Linked DNA regions of Danio rerio: region 1 is linked to region 2. The links are chromatin contacts, called in public Hi-C maps. All regions are on one chromosome and are shown on one strand. Each heading gives the region's core, a stretch centred on a gene start, on an enhancer-like site or on the middle of the called end of the contact. The rest is flanking DNA. Distances are from core to core; before and after follow the strand shown.

Region 1 (4,008 bases), core at 304-2,803, 480 kb after region 2:
AGTGTGCATACAATATTTCTGGTAAAACCCTACAAGTTAAGGTAACTAAAACCATTTGAGGAAACTGATTGCAACAAACCATTTAAGTTAAAAAAACTAATCCTAATGAGTACTGTGCACTTAAATCTATTTAAGTAAAATGGCAATTTGATGAGAGTAAAACCAAATAAATACAAAAAACCAACTGAGTTCTGTAAAATCCTATGTTAAGGCAGTTAATTATTAGGAAACCCATTGCTTAAAAAAAAATCCTAATGAGTACTGTGAACTTACTCAATTTAAGTTGAAGCAATGAGGAATTTAATAAACTTATTACCTTCAACACTGAGTTCAAAACTCTTTTTAAATTAGCAGAAATAACTTTCAGAAAATTTTGAGTTAACTACACTCATTTCATTTGATTAAGTTGACTGTTGGGTTTTACAGTGCATTATTGAATAGAATATTTTACTCAAAATTCATTCAGAAGCTCAAACCATCATCGTTTTCATTATTTTGTTGATTACAAAAATATGTTATGTTGGTTAAAAGGATAGTTTACTCAAAAAAATGACACCAAAGATATTTTTGAGAAACAAACACAAAACATAAGCAATACTAATACTAAACCGCCAACTTATCCAGCACGTTTTTACACAGCGGATAGCCTTCCAGCCGCAGCCCATCTCTGGGAAACATCCACTCATACACTATGGACAATTTAGCTTACCCAATTCACCTTTACCACATGTCTTTGGACTGTGGGGGAAAACCGAGCACACAGAGGAAACCCACGCAAACACAGAGAGAACAACCTTCTTGCTGTGAGGCGACAGCACTACTTCTGCGCAACTGCATCGCCACCAGTTTCTAGCATTCTTCAAAATATCTTCTTTTCCTTTTTTTTTTTTTTTGCAGAAGTAAAAAACTTACACAATGTTTCGAACAAGTGGAGGGTGAGCAAATAATGGAAGAATTCTCAACAATTTTAAATAAACTATCCTTTTAAATAACCCCTTTTGTCTTAATGCAGTTTTGCTGTGTTTTGTGTCCACTTCTTCCTCCAAAAGTAAAAAAAAAGATCATAGTGAAATTAGTTTGAGCCTGCATGACAGAAGAAGATAAAAAAAAAAAAAAACATGTAAAATAATTAACCAAATGCACTGAATTCCATCACACATTTCCAGCATTCCATCTCGCATACCTTCTGTGGATCCTCATGTCATGATAAAAGGTCCTGTCTGTTATTTATCTCTCTGCTAAGCACTTGACAATCAGTGTGTGTTTGTATGTGTGCGTGTGTGTGTGTGTGTGTGTGTGTGTTTGTTTGGCCTAGCTGGACCAGAGCCAGTTGTATAGGAAAGCCTCTCTGAGCTTACAGACCATACATTAACCTGGTGGCTTGTGGCGATCAATTCTACCTGGAGTGATGAATTGAGATTGAGCATGCTCTGTGCCAGCCTGAGTGTGGGCTACTGAGGTCACCACAAAGGCACACAACTGATTACGAGCGATATGAAGTGGCGTTCTGCCAGTTCAGCTATAACCATTACGTTTTCTCTCCATCTCGCTCTTCCTTCTGTTGCATGCTGTCTTGCTCAAGACACAGATGTGGCAATAGTGTCATGGTAACTAACCCACTGCATTTCCTCTCAGCAAGAATGTGACCTCAGTTTTGTTGATGACTTTTGGAAATTAACTACTTAACATGCTTTAAGCATGCTTCTTAAATATGTTAAATTTGTTTGGTGATGGATTTGTTATAAATCGTCGGTTTTATCGATATCTGTGATGAAAACATAAAAGGTAAAGTTTAAGTTATAGTTCACCCAAAAGTGAAGATCATCAAAAAAAAAAACTACTCACAATCAATAGTTCTTTTTATCAGTTTCTTTCTTATGTTGACCACAAAACAGGAAGTTTTGAAGAATGTTAGGGAAAAGATAGCTATTCAAATCCATTTGCTTGTGTTCAACAAATGTATAACCTCAAACTGGATTGGAACAAGTGAAGGGTTAAATAATGACATGATATTTTCATTTTTGGATAATCTTTCCCTTTAAAACTGAAAGCAGAGTTTCTATATATACATTTGTTTCTCCCCTTGTGTTAAAATGTCAAATATCTTCAGTATTGCGCTTCTGCACAGATGAATCTGATTAACAAATATGTCACCTCATATCTTTTATCGGAACAACTTCCCCTCCCCGTAGCATGTCGTTTACACGAGATTGCAGTAATTTCAAATGACAACAATCAAATCAATAGAGTGCAACATTTGGGTTAAGGAAGTAAAAAAAAATATTCCTTTTTTTTTTTTTTTTAAGGGCGAATGTTTAATGATAAATCTTTACGGACAGATCTGTTTTTTGTAATATACACGTTTTTGAACACATCTGTTTGGCTTAATTGAACAGATTTTTAATATATCTGTTTAATTGTCGAATTCGTGCAGAATAAACTAAATTACTCATTATGCTGTGTATAAAATTCAACCAATCTGAGAGATCTTCGGCTACACCAGCTTGAATGACCTAACTGAATCTTTCTCTGTATACACACAGTAAATGCTACATGTACAATTTGCAGAGCATAATATTTTTACTGTATTTAATCCAAAATGTTTGTCATTATAATTACCTGTTCTATTTTTTCTCAATCTTATCTCTTTTTCAAGTTTCTGTTCTTTGTCTCTTGACTATTTTATTTGTCAATTATTATTAATAATGACCAATTGTGAATTATTATTTTATGTATGTGTACTGTGTGTGTGTGTGTGTGTGTGTGTGTGTGTGTGTGTGTGTGTGTGTGTGTGTGTGTGTGTGTGTGTGTGTGTGTGTGTGTGTGTGTGTGTGTGTGTGTGTGTGTGTGTGTGTGTGTGTGTGTGTGTATGTATGTTTTTTATAATTACATGAGTGTGCTCCACACAGGTGAGTGGGCTTGACAAACCACCTGTAGGACAAACTCTTCCTGTCTTAATACACCTGACAATTTGTTAGGAAACACCCTGTGCTTCATATGCTTTTTGTTTTTGTGTCTGTTTAAGTAACTACTAATTTAATTTTTAACACTTCATTTTTGCATCTCATTTAAATACACTGTGAACAGCATCTATGCTAATATTTTTTTAAATTCTCCTTTTTCACCTGGGGATGCTCATTCAGAGGCCTCTAGAGGTTATGCAGAGCCGTCGATGTAATCCGAGACCTGTGAAGAAATTATGCTAAGGTATCCAAAATCCTGGACCAGGCCATATCCTGAGCTGATGCTGTGATGGGCATAGAGGAGCTGAGAGCATGAACTGATTCCTGAAAGACCACAGTGACAGAAGAGTCTCCGCACTGATCTCATGGGCCAGCCTGAACACCCTCCGGTTACTTACTCACACCTGCAGTTCCCCAAGATGGACATCCACTGATTTCCTTCATTTTTAAACAGAGGAGAAATGGTCATGCCCAACTGAGCCTGGTTTCTCCCGAGGTTTTTTTTTTTTTTTTTTTACTTTTGTCAATTGGTGAAGTTTGTTCCTCGCCACTGTTTACATTGGCCTGCTTGGTTTGGGACTAGTGGAGCTGTGCATCAATGGATTTGCTCTTCAGTATTTGGACTTTCAGCAGTGAAATTAAGCACACTGAACTAAACTCAACTTCAACTCTGAAAAGTAGACTGACAGTTTCAATTTACTAGAACTTCTATGTCCATCTGCTTTGACACATTGTAAAACCACTATAGAAATAATGATGAATTGAATTGAATACATTAGATAATTTTTATGTCCTGATATGGAAGGATGTCCTATCTTTTTCACATGACCATATTAATACTTTGCATTAAACTTTTATTTAGATTTTTTTTCTACAAACCCATCAAACAACTTAAAATTATATCTGGTTTTGTCATACTAAGTGCTTCAGGAGATTATAGTCTCTGGCTCGTTCCTAAAGCTCTTAAGTACACACTCCTAATTATGTCTTTTTATTAAATTCTTTGCATCTATAAATGGGGGAGGACGTACTATACAATATCCCC
Region 2 (4,520 bases), core at 1,200-3,699:
CTAGTTCAGACTGCGTGATTTTAGCCCCGATTTGAGAAATCTCCGACAAATGCCTAAAATCACAGGCAAAGTTAAAAGCGCTCATTTTCGGTTTATTTGGACTCACAAAATGGAGGAAAAACTAGTGGAGGTTTGACAGGACTCAGGAGCAACCGTGTCTGTTTGACGTTTCATCCAGAAGAAAATTAGTTTATTATCAATGTTGAAGAGAAATGGCTAATTCCCTTTAAACCCAGGTGAGCAAATATGTACATTTTCTACCCCATTAAAGGCTTCTTTCACATTATGTAGTTAATAACAAAATATATACTGTGTTTTTGGCTGTGAGACGAAGTTGTCGGCGATTCTTCCTATAGTAAAGTCATGCAATGTGAAAGTCCCTGTCACTGATCCATCTTGCAGTGTAAACAAAGCAGCGACGAAACGCTAGCCCAGATAGTCATGCTGTGTGAAAACATCTGCGACACGACTACTTTGAAAATCATGCAGTCTGAACTCGGCATTAGACCCGACTCATGGCCAAGAATTAGGTTTATTAAGTCTGAACTCCAAATTGTCCCTAGTGTATGTGTAGAGGCTAAGCCTTTTGCTTGAAGTCCCTGACATGTTGTTAGACAGGCACTCTTGGCTGATGAACTGTAAATGCAATGAACAGTATAGGCCTACTTGTTTCCATAGATATTTAGGTTTATTGCAGTTGCACACTCCAATAGTTCACAAGTTTCCTTCCAGGTAAGTTTTCGTTCGTAAACATCAAACACTGCCACATATCGTGACTTACAAGCCAACAAAACAAATCGTCACGCTAAAGCGTAAATGAACGTGTGTGCATATGTGTGTGCGATTGTTTGTGTGTGAGTGTGTGTGGCTCTGTGTGTGAGAGTGTGTGGTCAAAAATGTGCTCCCCTCCGTCTAGCATCACCTGTTACCTGAATATTCGTTCCCACTTATAAAGCCTGTTTAAAGAGCACCACTTAGTGGAACAATGAAAAGTTGCCAAATGGCTCCTACAGTATGTGTGTGAATGAGAGTGTATGGATGTTTCCCAGGGATGGGCTGTAGCTAAAAGGGCATCCGCTGCATAAAACGTATGATGGATAAGTTTGCGATTCATTCCACTGTGGCAACCCCAGATTAATAAAGGGACTAGCAGAAAAGAAAATGAATGAATGGTCTAAACTCCCTGACCTCATCCTTCCTTTCTGCTTCATGCAAAAAATATTTAAATAAAATAAAATAAATAATAATCTATAAGGAGTCATTAGTCAAAAATAGATCATCATATTGTTTAAACTTTAGACTTGCAAAACTCACTGCAGGCTGACACCTGTGGCCTACATAAAAGACTGTTACCCCTGCATAAAATGCACCCCCTCTGAAATATGCATAGCTGAAATTGATACAATCTTTTTAATAACACAGTTAATCTTTACCTTACAGAAGACTGACAGTTCTAATGAAAGTCTATGAAAGGGGTGTATTTTACGGCAGGGGCGTTTCTCAGTACAACACAACGCATAAGTGGCATGTGAGCAGCACATATTTATTTGACATGAACAAGGGTGAAATTCTGGTCTAAGAGGTGGGGTGGGGACCTAATCTGAGTGATGGTGATACTGTAGTTGTGGAGTATTGGTGATAGTTGCAGAAATGTGCAGCAATGTTGAGTGATTGTGTGCAGAAAAGCCTAAATTTCAATTTTATTTGACATTTTATCATAACATATACAGTGTATTTTTAAAATGAGAACAAATGAAAGAATATCATTTTTGGGAAATACCATGAAGAATTTATAAAAAAAAAAAAAAAAAAAGCTAAATATATTTTTCTCTTTTCATTTTATAAAACTAATTGATGGCAGATTTTCTCTGTCTCTGTCTGTTCTCTGTTGTTGTCTGTCTCTCACTGTTGGTGTTTCTGTGCTGTTTCTGCTGTTGTACTGTTTGTTCTGTGAAAGAAAGCTTACTGTTAGTGTTGGCCCTTGTAACATGTTATGATCAATGATGCCAATGTAATACACTAATAAAATCATAATAATACTATTGTTGTAGTCTAGAATACCAACTCCTACTTATTATATGATCAGTATGTTTTACAACCTGTGACATTTTTCTTCTCTTCATAAGCCTGTCAACTGCAATACGCGTTCAATCACATTGTAGACCGAAGCCAAATATTTTAATAAAGCCTTATAAGTACATTTGTTATTCTTTACAAGCGTATAATTACATCAATTGTCGTCTCTCGCAATGTACACCAACATTCACAGTGCTTAAATTCGTTCAGTTTTAATTAGTTAGGTGTATTTATAGCGCATTACAAGGGTATGCCTAGAAATAGACCCATACAGTAACTCTGCATGCCTTTTCTTGCGATTGGTCGAGGTGGGACAGACACAAAAATCTAATTGGCTGAAGCAAAGATCGCTCATCTGAAGAGCTGAACACAGTGGGCATAAGAAGCCCTCGCACTGCGCAACTTTCTCCCTGACTCTTCGTTTCACTTCACAATAGGTCTCAAAAGACGTCAAAATGGCCGTGAGTATATTACAAGTCGATATATTATTGTTAAGTTTTATGTCAAATGGACTGAATGAGATTTGTTTATGATTAAGAGAGCATATGGCATAATGTTTCGTCTAAATTCTACTAATATATAGTATGTTGCCTACTCCAAGCATCCGAAGTCCTTATGCTTGTTGATGCTGTACAGTCTGTTGTCTTGTCTGTTTGCTATTTCTTATAGATATTGTAGCCACGTGCATTGTTCATGGGTGTGACCCCTCATAACTTTAATACACTTACTGTTATGTGTGGTTATTTCTAAAACTTAATCAAATTTCATCATAATGATGTACTGGTGTTCATATATATATATATATATATATATATATATATATATATATATATATATATATATATATATATATATATATATATATATATAATTTACTTTATAAGTTATTTATGAATGCAGTGCAAAATGAGTTTAATTTCAAACGTTAATAACCTTAAAAATAATATAGTAAAGCAATTTTTTTGATTAAATTAAGGTTTGAATAATAGTGTGAGTGTGACATCATGTGACTAGAAAAGCCCTTTGGACAAGGGAGGTTCGTAAAAAAGTTGAGCACTTTCCTCTTTTAAAATTTAGTTTTAATGTCTTTGGCCTTGTTGTATATATATATATATATATATATATATATATATATATATATATATATATATATATATATATATAAATATAGTATCCCGAATATAGTTTGCTATAATTTGAGGTCATCAAGATTAAGTAAAAATAGTTAGTAATTTTCTTTCACAAGGATGCTTGAAATAGAACACAAGTTACAGAAAAACTTTTTTTTTTTGCAAAAGTTAAGTACATGAACAAATGGTGGAATGGAAAACAGTGTGTCTCCTCAAAAATATTTTAAAATATATTAAGCCATGAACTGTGAAACTGTTTCTTACTGTGTGGTAAGAAATCAGATCAGCATATTAGGATGATTTCAAAAGGATCTTGTGACCCTGAAATGGCTGCTGGTTTCTCGCCGTAAATGTAATTATATTTCAAATCAGTTGGCTGATGTGTTTATTGAGAATTGCATCATAATCAAATAATAAAAGTGAATCATGCTCAATTTAGGACAGACGTTAACTTTGCTGTTCAGTCTTCTGCCGTTACTAATAATGAAGTAAGACTGCCCAATTCAAGCCCAGCTATGGTCTGGGTGCATTGAAAAAAGGCCTTTAGCTTAGCTCAGAGAAAGCAGCATGACTCAGTGATTTCTCACAATGCTGAACTGAAAGCCTGAGCATCACTGTCCCTCTTCCCTTTTGCAGCTAAACAGAATATTAAGGAAGGAATAGGAGGGGTCATTCTGCAGGGGCTTCTTCTGCAAAAATGTACAAAGACTAATGTGGAAAGAATTCACTTTTGCTACACATCTGTGCTTTCACATTCTTATTCAGAAACTTTTCACTTCCTATCTCTCTGTCTGATCATTTTCTTTCTCTTTACTGTTCAGCCAGCTGCAGTCTGCATCTTCTCTGTCATCATTAAACAGCTATATAAATCTTTTCCATGGCAGCTGTGAGTCACAGAGGTCTTGTATACAGTATAAGGTTTGATTTTGGCAGCTGTTGTTCAAACTTGGCTTCTAAACAATGACCAGCTCTCTCAGAGATGGCTTGTCCATTGATTTACTGACTGAATTATCATAAGATACAGTAACTTCTTATCTGCATTTGGTGGATAAGTAAAGTTAATAAACAAACTTTGCAGTTGTCTAAGGAAGCCTAGTAATCAATATTTTAGTTTTAAAATCTTAGAGTTGTATTGAATGTTAACTTAAAATTATTTACTTAAAGACATGTTTTCTTTTCGTGTTCTTAAGTTTCGACAATGACATATATGGAAAAAATGTCCCCTTTTCTGGAAGTGCTGTTTTATGCATGGGAGGCCAGTATAGGTGGTGATGTCACTTCTTAAAGACGCACATGCACATACAGTCCTGTAGT

Evidence for each region. A called contact is a pair of places that touch in the nucleus more often than the background predicts.
Region 1: a contact with region 2 is called in a Hi-C map of skeletal muscle, with 2.8 times the contacts expected there. The contact joins the enhancer-like site here to the promoter of lgals2a in region 2. A contact is called at or near these places in 4 of 18 Hi-C or Micro-C datasets (caudal fin, embryo, hematopoietic stem cells and 1 more) and 1 of 4 datasets of contacts at active chromatin or transcription factors (caudal fin).

Annotation. Positions count from the first base shown.
Region 1 is chr3:28,182,343-28,186,350 of GRCz12tu, forward strand. No RefSeq gene overlaps it. Among named protein-coding and RNA genes, the nearest start is that of grap2a, 8.7 kb to the right of the region's middle. Within about 2 kb of position 1,554, at least 8 of the 62 cell types and tissues checked have an H3K27ac peak or open chromatin away from gene starts, as enhancers often do. A contact at or near this core is called in skeletal muscle, where this site is marked.
Region 2 is chr3:27,697,021-27,701,540 of GRCz12tu, forward strand. It overlaps lgals2a (lectin, galactoside-binding, soluble, 2a), which reads left to right and starts at 2,450. Exons shown (of 4, transcript NM_212894.2): 1 at 2,450-2,537. The coding sequence starts at 2,532.